2 separate regions of the Macaca mulatta genome follow, and region 2 is linked to region 1. Evidence: chromatin contacts called from public Hi-C data. All regions are on one chromosome and are shown on one strand. Each heading gives the region's core, a stretch centred on a gene start, on an enhancer-like site or on the middle of the called end of the contact. The rest is flanking DNA. Distances are from core to core; before and after follow the strand shown.

Evidence for each region. A called contact is a pair of places that touch in the nucleus more often than the background predicts.
Region 2: a contact with region 1 is called in a Hi-C map of fetal cortex germinal zone, with 2.6 times the contacts expected there. The contact joins the promoter of CORO1C here to the enhancer-like site in region 1. A contact is called at or near these places in 4 of 14 Hi-C or Micro-C datasets (cortical neurons, fetal cortex germinal zone, fetal cortical plate and 1 more).

The regions. Positions count from the first base shown.
Region 1 is chr11:115,799,376-115,803,343 of T2T-MMU8v2.0, forward strand. The region is part of intron 3 of CORO1C (coronin 1C); the gene reads right to left. Among named protein-coding and RNA genes, the nearest start is that of SELPLG, 31 kb to the left of the region's middle. Within about 2 kb of position 1,901, at least 5 of the 40 cell types and tissues checked have an H3K27ac peak or open chromatin away from gene starts, as enhancers often do. A contact at or near this core is called in fetal cortex germinal zone, where this site is marked.
Region 2 is chr11:115,866,767-115,870,734 of T2T-MMU8v2.0, forward strand. CORO1C (coronin 1C) reads right to left here and starts at 2,189. Exons shown (of 11, transcript NM_001265934.1): 1 at 2,092-2,189.

The DNA of each region.
Region 1 (3,968 bases), core at 651-3,150:
GCCCATTAGAAACAAAAAGATAACAAGTGTTTATAAGCATGTGAAAAAATCAGAGCCTGTGTACATGGCTGGTGAGAATGTAAAATGGTACAGCCACCATTTGGTGGCAGACTTTGGAAAACAGCTTGGCAGTTCCTCAAATGATTAAACAGAGTTATCATATGACCCAGTAATTCCACTCCTAGGGATATACCCAAGAGTATGGAAACTATGTGTCCATGCAAAAACTTGTACAAGAATGTTCATGGAAGCATTATTTGTAACAGCCCAAAGGTGGAAACAACCCAAATATCCATCTATTGATAAATGGCTAAACAAAATGTGACATATTCATACACTGGAATATTATTTGGCCATAAAAAAGAATGAAGTATTGATACATGCTACAACATGAGCAAACTCTAAAAACATTGTGCAAAGTGAAAGCAGCCAGACATAGAAGACCGCATATTGCAGGATTCCACGTATGTGAAATGTCCAGCAGAGGCAAATCCATGAAGACAGAAAGTAGAATAGTGGTTGCTTAGTGTTGGGGAGTGTGGAGGGAGACAGGTAGAGGGGTGATAGCTAAAGGATTTGGGTTTCTATTTGAGGTGATGAAAATTTTCTATAATTGCCTGTGGTGATGGTTGTGAATATTCTAAAAATCAGTGAATTGTACATTTTAAATGAGTGAATTATATGTGAATTATATCTCAATAAAACTTGTGACTTAAAAAAATCCTCTTGACTGGTGAAGACATGCAGAAGACTCGCCATATCTTAACTGAGGACATGCCTGGGCACAGGGGGAGAAAGGGACAGGGAAAGTATGAGTGGAAGGAATGAAAGACTTTACGTTTAACAATGGAAGAGAAAGGTTTCAAAGGGTTAAGAAACAAACAACCTCTAAGAAAAGGGCTGAGTTACAGGTAAGCTGAGTAGCATCAAGAACCCTACAGAAGACCAGATATTAAATAGTATTTAAGCTTATGAAAAAGCTAACGTTTAAAATCATTATCTTCTACATGAAGATTAAAACAAGTAAATTTACCATCAGAAAATTATTTTGAGGAACTAGCTCATGAAAAATTTAAGAACTTGTCAGTGAAAAATCATGTTCAACACTAGAACACGTGAGAAACAGAATTTTCCTTTGTGGGAACTTTAAAGAAGGGACAAACAATTGTCTGTTTTCAATTGCTTAGTGGAAGGCAGAGATCTAGACTGGATGAGTGTTTAGGGTTCAGCTCAGTTCAACTGTCCTGCAAAAAAATGAGAAAAGTTTGCCATTCTGAAGAGTGGGAAAAGGTCATGAGTTGAGTGATTTGTTCATTTTTACAGCTCAATTCTGCCCAGACTAAATATAACCCCTTATGCAAATCATGGCAAAAATAAACCTGCATTTTGAGGGCCCAAGTTTAGAACATCACCTAATTTCCCCAAAGCCCCACCATCATTCAGCAAATTTTAAGCAAGGCAGGTGTGAACAAGCATAGAAGGAAAAGGATCCTCTGCGGAACAGACCTTGACCCAGGCCTCTTTCCCCTGTGGAGAATGTGGGCATCTGCTCTCCTCCAGCACTGCATGTCAGCTTTCATCCTGATATGCACTATTTTTGTTCAAGAATTTATGATTAGTGAAACAACTCCACATTGAACTTGACTATTTGAATATAAAGCAGGACTGACATTTTGAACAGAACACACAGAAAACAGTGACTATTAATTTGATCAAAGCATGAAGTCGACAGAAAAACAATTATGAAATGGGACTTTAGTGACTCAACAGGAAATGCATTTTGCAAGATGCACTGTGACCCCACTTAGAACTGACAGAGTGGTAATACCACCTTCGATCTCCAGATGGCACCCCAACCATGGCCTGCTGGGTTTCCTCGCAAGGACTGAAAACGCTTCTGTGTCTAACTCTGAGCACAGCCAGTGCGTTCTCCAAATCACTAATGAGATGTGGAGTGATGGGAGGCTTTGGTTATAATCAGCATTTCCAACCTTAAAATATGAGGGCAGAAGCAGAGCTCATAATGGGGACTCAACCTTTTCCTTTCTCTAGCTTCTCCCCATCATCTTTTCCTGGATTAAAAGAAAATTTTAATGATGAAGCAAAACATTTAATTTTTAAAATAAGGAAACTTTGTGTGTTCCTTCTTTACCTCACCTCCAGCTGGTTTAATGGTTCCCTCGGCTGGGTTTATGCACATAAGACAAGCACTTAACCCATTTTACTACCTTGGTTAACTCTTTCTTGTAACACGTTTAATGAGTTACAATAAATTTTCTTGTAACCCATCTAGTACTGGGTAACTAAATACAGGCCCTGCTCTTGAGAAGTTGATGGTCTAACAGAAAGCAGAGACTTCTATCAGACTGAAAATCAAAGACAACAAATCCAAGTGGTGTGATACAGAGGGTTAGAGAGTGAGCACCAGAGTCAGGCAGAGTCTGGTTCAAATCCTGCCTGGGCTACTTACTGTGATGATCCTGGCAAACATCACTGCATAGAGAAAACATTAGTACCTATGCCTGAGAAGTGTGCTAAGAGATTTAAGGAATTAACCCTCAGCACAGAGCCAGACACACACATAGTGCCTCCAGAATGCAGAGACAGTACACAGCAGGGCTGAGATGATGGGCTCTGGCCAGACTGATGTGACTGAATTCCTGATTCAGTCACATATCAGTGGTGTGACCTTGGGGACATTCACCTAACCTTTCCAGGACTTAATATTGAACCTGCCCTCTGTGAGGCGATTTGAAGACTAACATGGTGACATGAAACTGACACATTTAGAAGAATGCCTGGCGTAAGGCAGACACTGGGTGTTAGTTGTTATTATTGCCTGTATATTCACTAGGAGCCATACAGTGCAACCAGTGCTGTGCTGGCATAAGCCAACCGCACTACTATGAAATAAGCTTCCTGCTAAGCAAGCTTGGTTCACCAAGGAGGGCTCCCTGAGGAGGTGACCTCTAAGGATGAACAAGACTTAGGTGAAAGTAGAGAAGAAAATAAGGAGAAATTGAATATCCAGTCTCAAAATAAAAAACACAGATGTGTAGAACAATTTTCTAAAAAGTGCATGCAGCATTTAAACAATGCCATAAAGAAGCTGGCTCAGGAGCTGCTAGGGAAAAAGCATCAGAGTGAAAAAGCTAATAATACTGTAAGCACAAGGACTGCAATGTGAGAAGAAAGTTGAGTGAAAAAGTCTCTGATATGAAACGAGAAGACAATTGAATTCTTGCATCCACTGGTAAAGAGGGGATGGTGTTCTCTACAGTGGACTGTGGAAAGAGCTGGGGGCTTGGGGGCGGTCTGCAGGTCTTTCCACACCAGCATACATGTGCTCTGGCTGGCGCCCACAGGCCCTGCTCACAGGACTGTCATGATGTGGCTCTCTGCCCTCTTCAGGGTTGTCTGCTACTTCGGGTGACGGCTTGCAGGTTTGGACTGATGTTCCTGCAGCTCAGGGACAACAACAAACAGAAGCACCACTTGGTACATGTTTGGCCCTTTTGTATGTAATATGGGATGCTGGTCTGGGTGTCAGAAGACACAGGCTCCTGTCAGAGCTGGGACACTAATTGGTCATGTCAGCATTAAGGAGGGATTTCACTTCCGGGAGCCTGAATTTCCTTGATACTGGGGACAGCTGTGCTTACTCAGGGGTTACTAGAAGGGTTAAATGAGCTCAAACATTTTGCATGCCCCAAAACACTACCCTACTAGGAAATACTGCAATGAGGGAGAAGAGCATGGGGCTTTCTTTGGAGCTAGACAGATCTGGGTCTGGCTGGGCCTTTTAACAGCTGTGTGACCCTTGACAAAACTGTCACTCTCTGAGCCTGTTTCCTAAGTTGTAAAATAGGCCATGCTCATGGCTTACTGTGCTGATACGATAACTAAATATAATCATGCACATAAAGGCTTAGAATAGCGCATGGCAAAATTAAAAAAAAAGGAGCCTA
Region 2 (3,968 bases), core at 939-3,438, 68 kb after region 1:
TAGCACAATCTGCAGGCAAAGTAACAAAGGATCACGAAAAATTCAATATTGTGTGCAGTGATGTTTCATCGATATGTATCTATTAAAATTCATCAGGCTTTAATGTAACTTTCACAAATAATCAAAATAAATATGGACAAGATAGGTTCTGTATTTGTCAAAAACGTGTGTTCCTGACGTTTATACCAAATCTTTGTTCGATCCTCAGTACACACGACTACCCTCCACCACAAAACGCTGCACTTCAAGACCTAAGGTACAACACAATTCTCAGTTTTATTTCACTTTTTTCCCTACTTATTTACGCGACTTCTCAGATCCAATGTTTGCTATTATGCTTCATAGCCAAACATTATGACTGTGAAACATACCTCCAAACCAAAAATATTAGTTTCCTTAAATCATCTGAAATGTATAGAACCAAGTCCAAAATAGATTTTGCACATTTCTTCAGTTTTACAGGGAATGCAGAAAGTGAATTAATATTAAACAGATATCTATTTGCCTTCACAACTGAACAGACGGTACAAAGCAACTGCTTATACTTAATCATGTTTCTGTCTATTCCAGCAGGCCCTGGTGTCAGGAGAACGTTCTGCCAGATAAGGACAATGAGATGCATTATTATATAGAGTGACTAAGAGCCCTACAAGTACTGTTTTAGAATGTAATTCCAGGCAGAAAGGCTGCGGTAAGAGGGCCTAATATTTTGTGATAACTATTTCCAAGAGTAAATATATTCGCCACCCAAGACCAGTTTATTAAACGCACACTACATTCAATTCTTTTCAAATGTCTTATAGGAGGGAAAAGCCTTTGTATCTTACTATGCCGGGGGAAATGAACAACTTGCAATTTGCTTCGCACTCTGAATCCCACGTTTGCAACATTTAGAGCAAGCACTTCAGACACCACAAAACAAGGGCAGCCTACATTACGGCCAAATATAGGATGTGTTTCTAAACCGTGATGCAGTAAAGCCTACGATTCCTTTTCCAGCGTTCAAAATTCTTTGAACACTCCCAAAAAAGGATGGCAGGGCCAGCGCCTCCCTCCAAGAGGAAGCCCCTTTCTTCTCGGCTCTCACCGCAGCCTGCCACTTCCCCCCACACATTCAAATCATTTGAGAGACGGAGAGCTGGGGAGCGTGCGCCGGTGGGGACAGGCGGGAGAGCTCGGTTTCTGCATTCCCACCCTCCACGTCTGACCTCATCCTCAATCATTTCGGCGCAGCGGGGCCCCACCTGCACCTCGCTCCCTTTTACTGCGTCCCTCGCCAGCTGCCCCGCTATTAGGGGAACACACCTCTGAATCACCCAGTTCACTCGGACGACAGTCTTCCGGCTTCGTTCCTCCCCTCCCAACCCCCAGCCAGTCCCAGCCCTCTGCTCCCTTGGCCAGGCTCAGCCTCTACCCAAGCCGCCCCCACCCACATTACTCCAGCTCCAGCCCTGCCCCGCCCTGCCTGACCCCCAACCGAGATCTGCAGGGCCCAGAGCTGGCCTCGCACCCAAAGCCAGGAAACCCGCAGGCCAGGCGGCCACCCTCGCCCCTCCCGACGCAGGGCCCAGCTCGCCTTGGCCCCACGTGAGCCCAGCCCCTGCCCGCCCCCACCCACTCGCTCCCTGGGGCGGCCCAAACCCAGTCCCCAGGCCTGAAGCCCCAGGGCTCTGCGCCTCGCCCGGAGCAGCCCTTCCCTCCCAGCACCTCTCCCGAGCAGGCGATCCCTGACCCCTAAAAGCCTTCCCTGGGCAGCCGCGTCCCACCTCGGCCGGCGGCTCCGCACCCGGCTAGGAGCGTTCCGGACCTCGAAAGCCTCCTCCCCACAGGGACCCTGCTTCACGCTTCCCACGCCACCTGGTTCGGTCCCCAACTCCGTTTCCCCGAGCCCCCGACAGCAGCCCCCAGCCTAACCCCTTGCACCCCAGCCCGTGAACCCGCGCCCCGCACGCCCACCCAGCCCTGTCCCCTCCACCCAGCCCTGCCCCTCGCCCCGCCGGCTCCTGTCAGCCCGCGCAGGCACAGGCTCAGAGGACAGGTCCGCCCGCCCGACTCGCTCTCAGGCTGCCCCGTCGGGCGCGCGCCGCTCACCCGGGCCGAGGTGCCTGAGGCGCCGCCGCCGAAGTCCCTGCTGCAAAGCAGGGCGAAGCCTCCAACCGCTGCCGCCTCCCGCCTGGCACTGAGCGCTGTGAGGGGGAGGGGCGCGGGCAGCCGCCCCCGCCCCCGCCACCGCGTGTAGGCCCCGCCCCCGCACCGCGCGGGGCCCAACCAGGGCTGCCGGGCTGCGGCACGCCACGCCCATTTCCGGGAGGGGAAGCCCGCTTCCCACCCCACGTTCCACGCCTTGCTACGCCCCCTCTGGTCGTGCCGAGGGATGCAGACGGTGCCCAAGCGCACGCCCAGCTCTCCAGTCATCTGAGTGGCCAGAGGGCCACGCCCACAGGCGCCTCTGAGCCACGCCCACTGCTCCTTAGACCCCGGAGCCGGGTTGTTAGAGCCCCGCTCACTGACCCGCTAGGCTCTGCGAGGCCACGTCCCCTAGCTCCTCAAAGATTCCCCCAGAATCCCTTAATACAGGAACATTAGCTCTTCTGAGCCCCGCGCACTGCCTATCCAAGTCCTTAAAGCAGCCTCCTGGTTCCCTAAGCCCGGCTGCCCTCCCACTGCTTCAGAACTCGCCCAGCAGCCTCACAAAGCCCCGCCCCGTCTTCCAGAAGCCCCGCCCAAGGACTGCAACCCTATTCCTAGCATCTCAAGCCCCGCCCACTGCCCGATCTCAACGTTTAAACCTCAAGCCCCGCCCCGAATTCGCGAATCCACGCCTCTGGCCCCCGAGGCTCCGCCCTGGCTCCGTCACACACTCCCACCACCTCCCCTGAGGACTGCCGAAGTTCCAGCCCTCCCTGAACCGTCCATTGTCACATTCCTAGTGCAGGGTGTCCGCCCCTGGGCTGGGCCACACCCACGTAACACCAAAGAGGGCCCGTGATTGACCCCATTTCGCAGGTGAGGGAATGGAAACTTCAGGGTTCCTCCCTTCCTTTCCCTGGCCGGAGTCCCTTAATAACTCGGCGGCCCGGGCCTGAAAGTCGGAGCACAGGAATTTGAGCCTCAGCTCTGCTGCCGTCAGACTGTGTGACCTGGGATAGTTCTCTTACCTCTCTGGGCCAGAGTTCCCTAATCTTTAGCATGAAGAAATTGTCCTGTTAATAGCCAAAATCCGTTTCTGAAATACTAAGCTCTGAAATACCGAGATTTGAGAAAACAGAGCCTGGGGAACCGAATTGACTGAGGGGTAGGGCTACTTGTTTCCCAAACAAGACATCTTTGCCATTCACAGGGGGATTTTTTTTATTTTAAGCGTCGGCCTCAGAAACGTGTGTTATTTAAATCAGGCTCGACCTGAACTAAGACAGCTATCACAGCAAATTCTCTCTTAGGGTCAGTTTCTTTATCTGTAAAATGGGGATAATAACAGCCCCTCCCTCACAGGGTTCCATGAGAGCATATTAGCAGCCATGATCATGGCATTACTTTTTGCCATTAAAAGGAATGGCAAAAACCGCGATTACTTTTACACCAGGATAATAGTAATAGGCTTAGAAGGGTTCCTGGCTTGTAATAAACCCTCGACAGTCCCTGTTGCTGCTACTGCTGGGACTCAAGAAAATGAAAGGTTGGGTTTTATTTTGCCTTCAAGCAGCCACTCCTAATAAGAGGAATTCAGCACTCTTCCTGCAGCAAGATTTGCCACTCACTTTATTTAAATGAGATAAACGTGATAAAACACCTACTGCAGTGCCTGCCATATGGTGCGGTTCAAAAACAATTCACTTGTTTTTGTTTGTTTGAGACAGACCCTTGCTCTGTCGCTCAGGCTGGAGTGCAGTGGGGCGGTCCACGGCTCACTGCAGCATGGACCTCCCTGGCTCAAGCAATCCTCCCACCTCAGCCTCCCACGTAGCTGA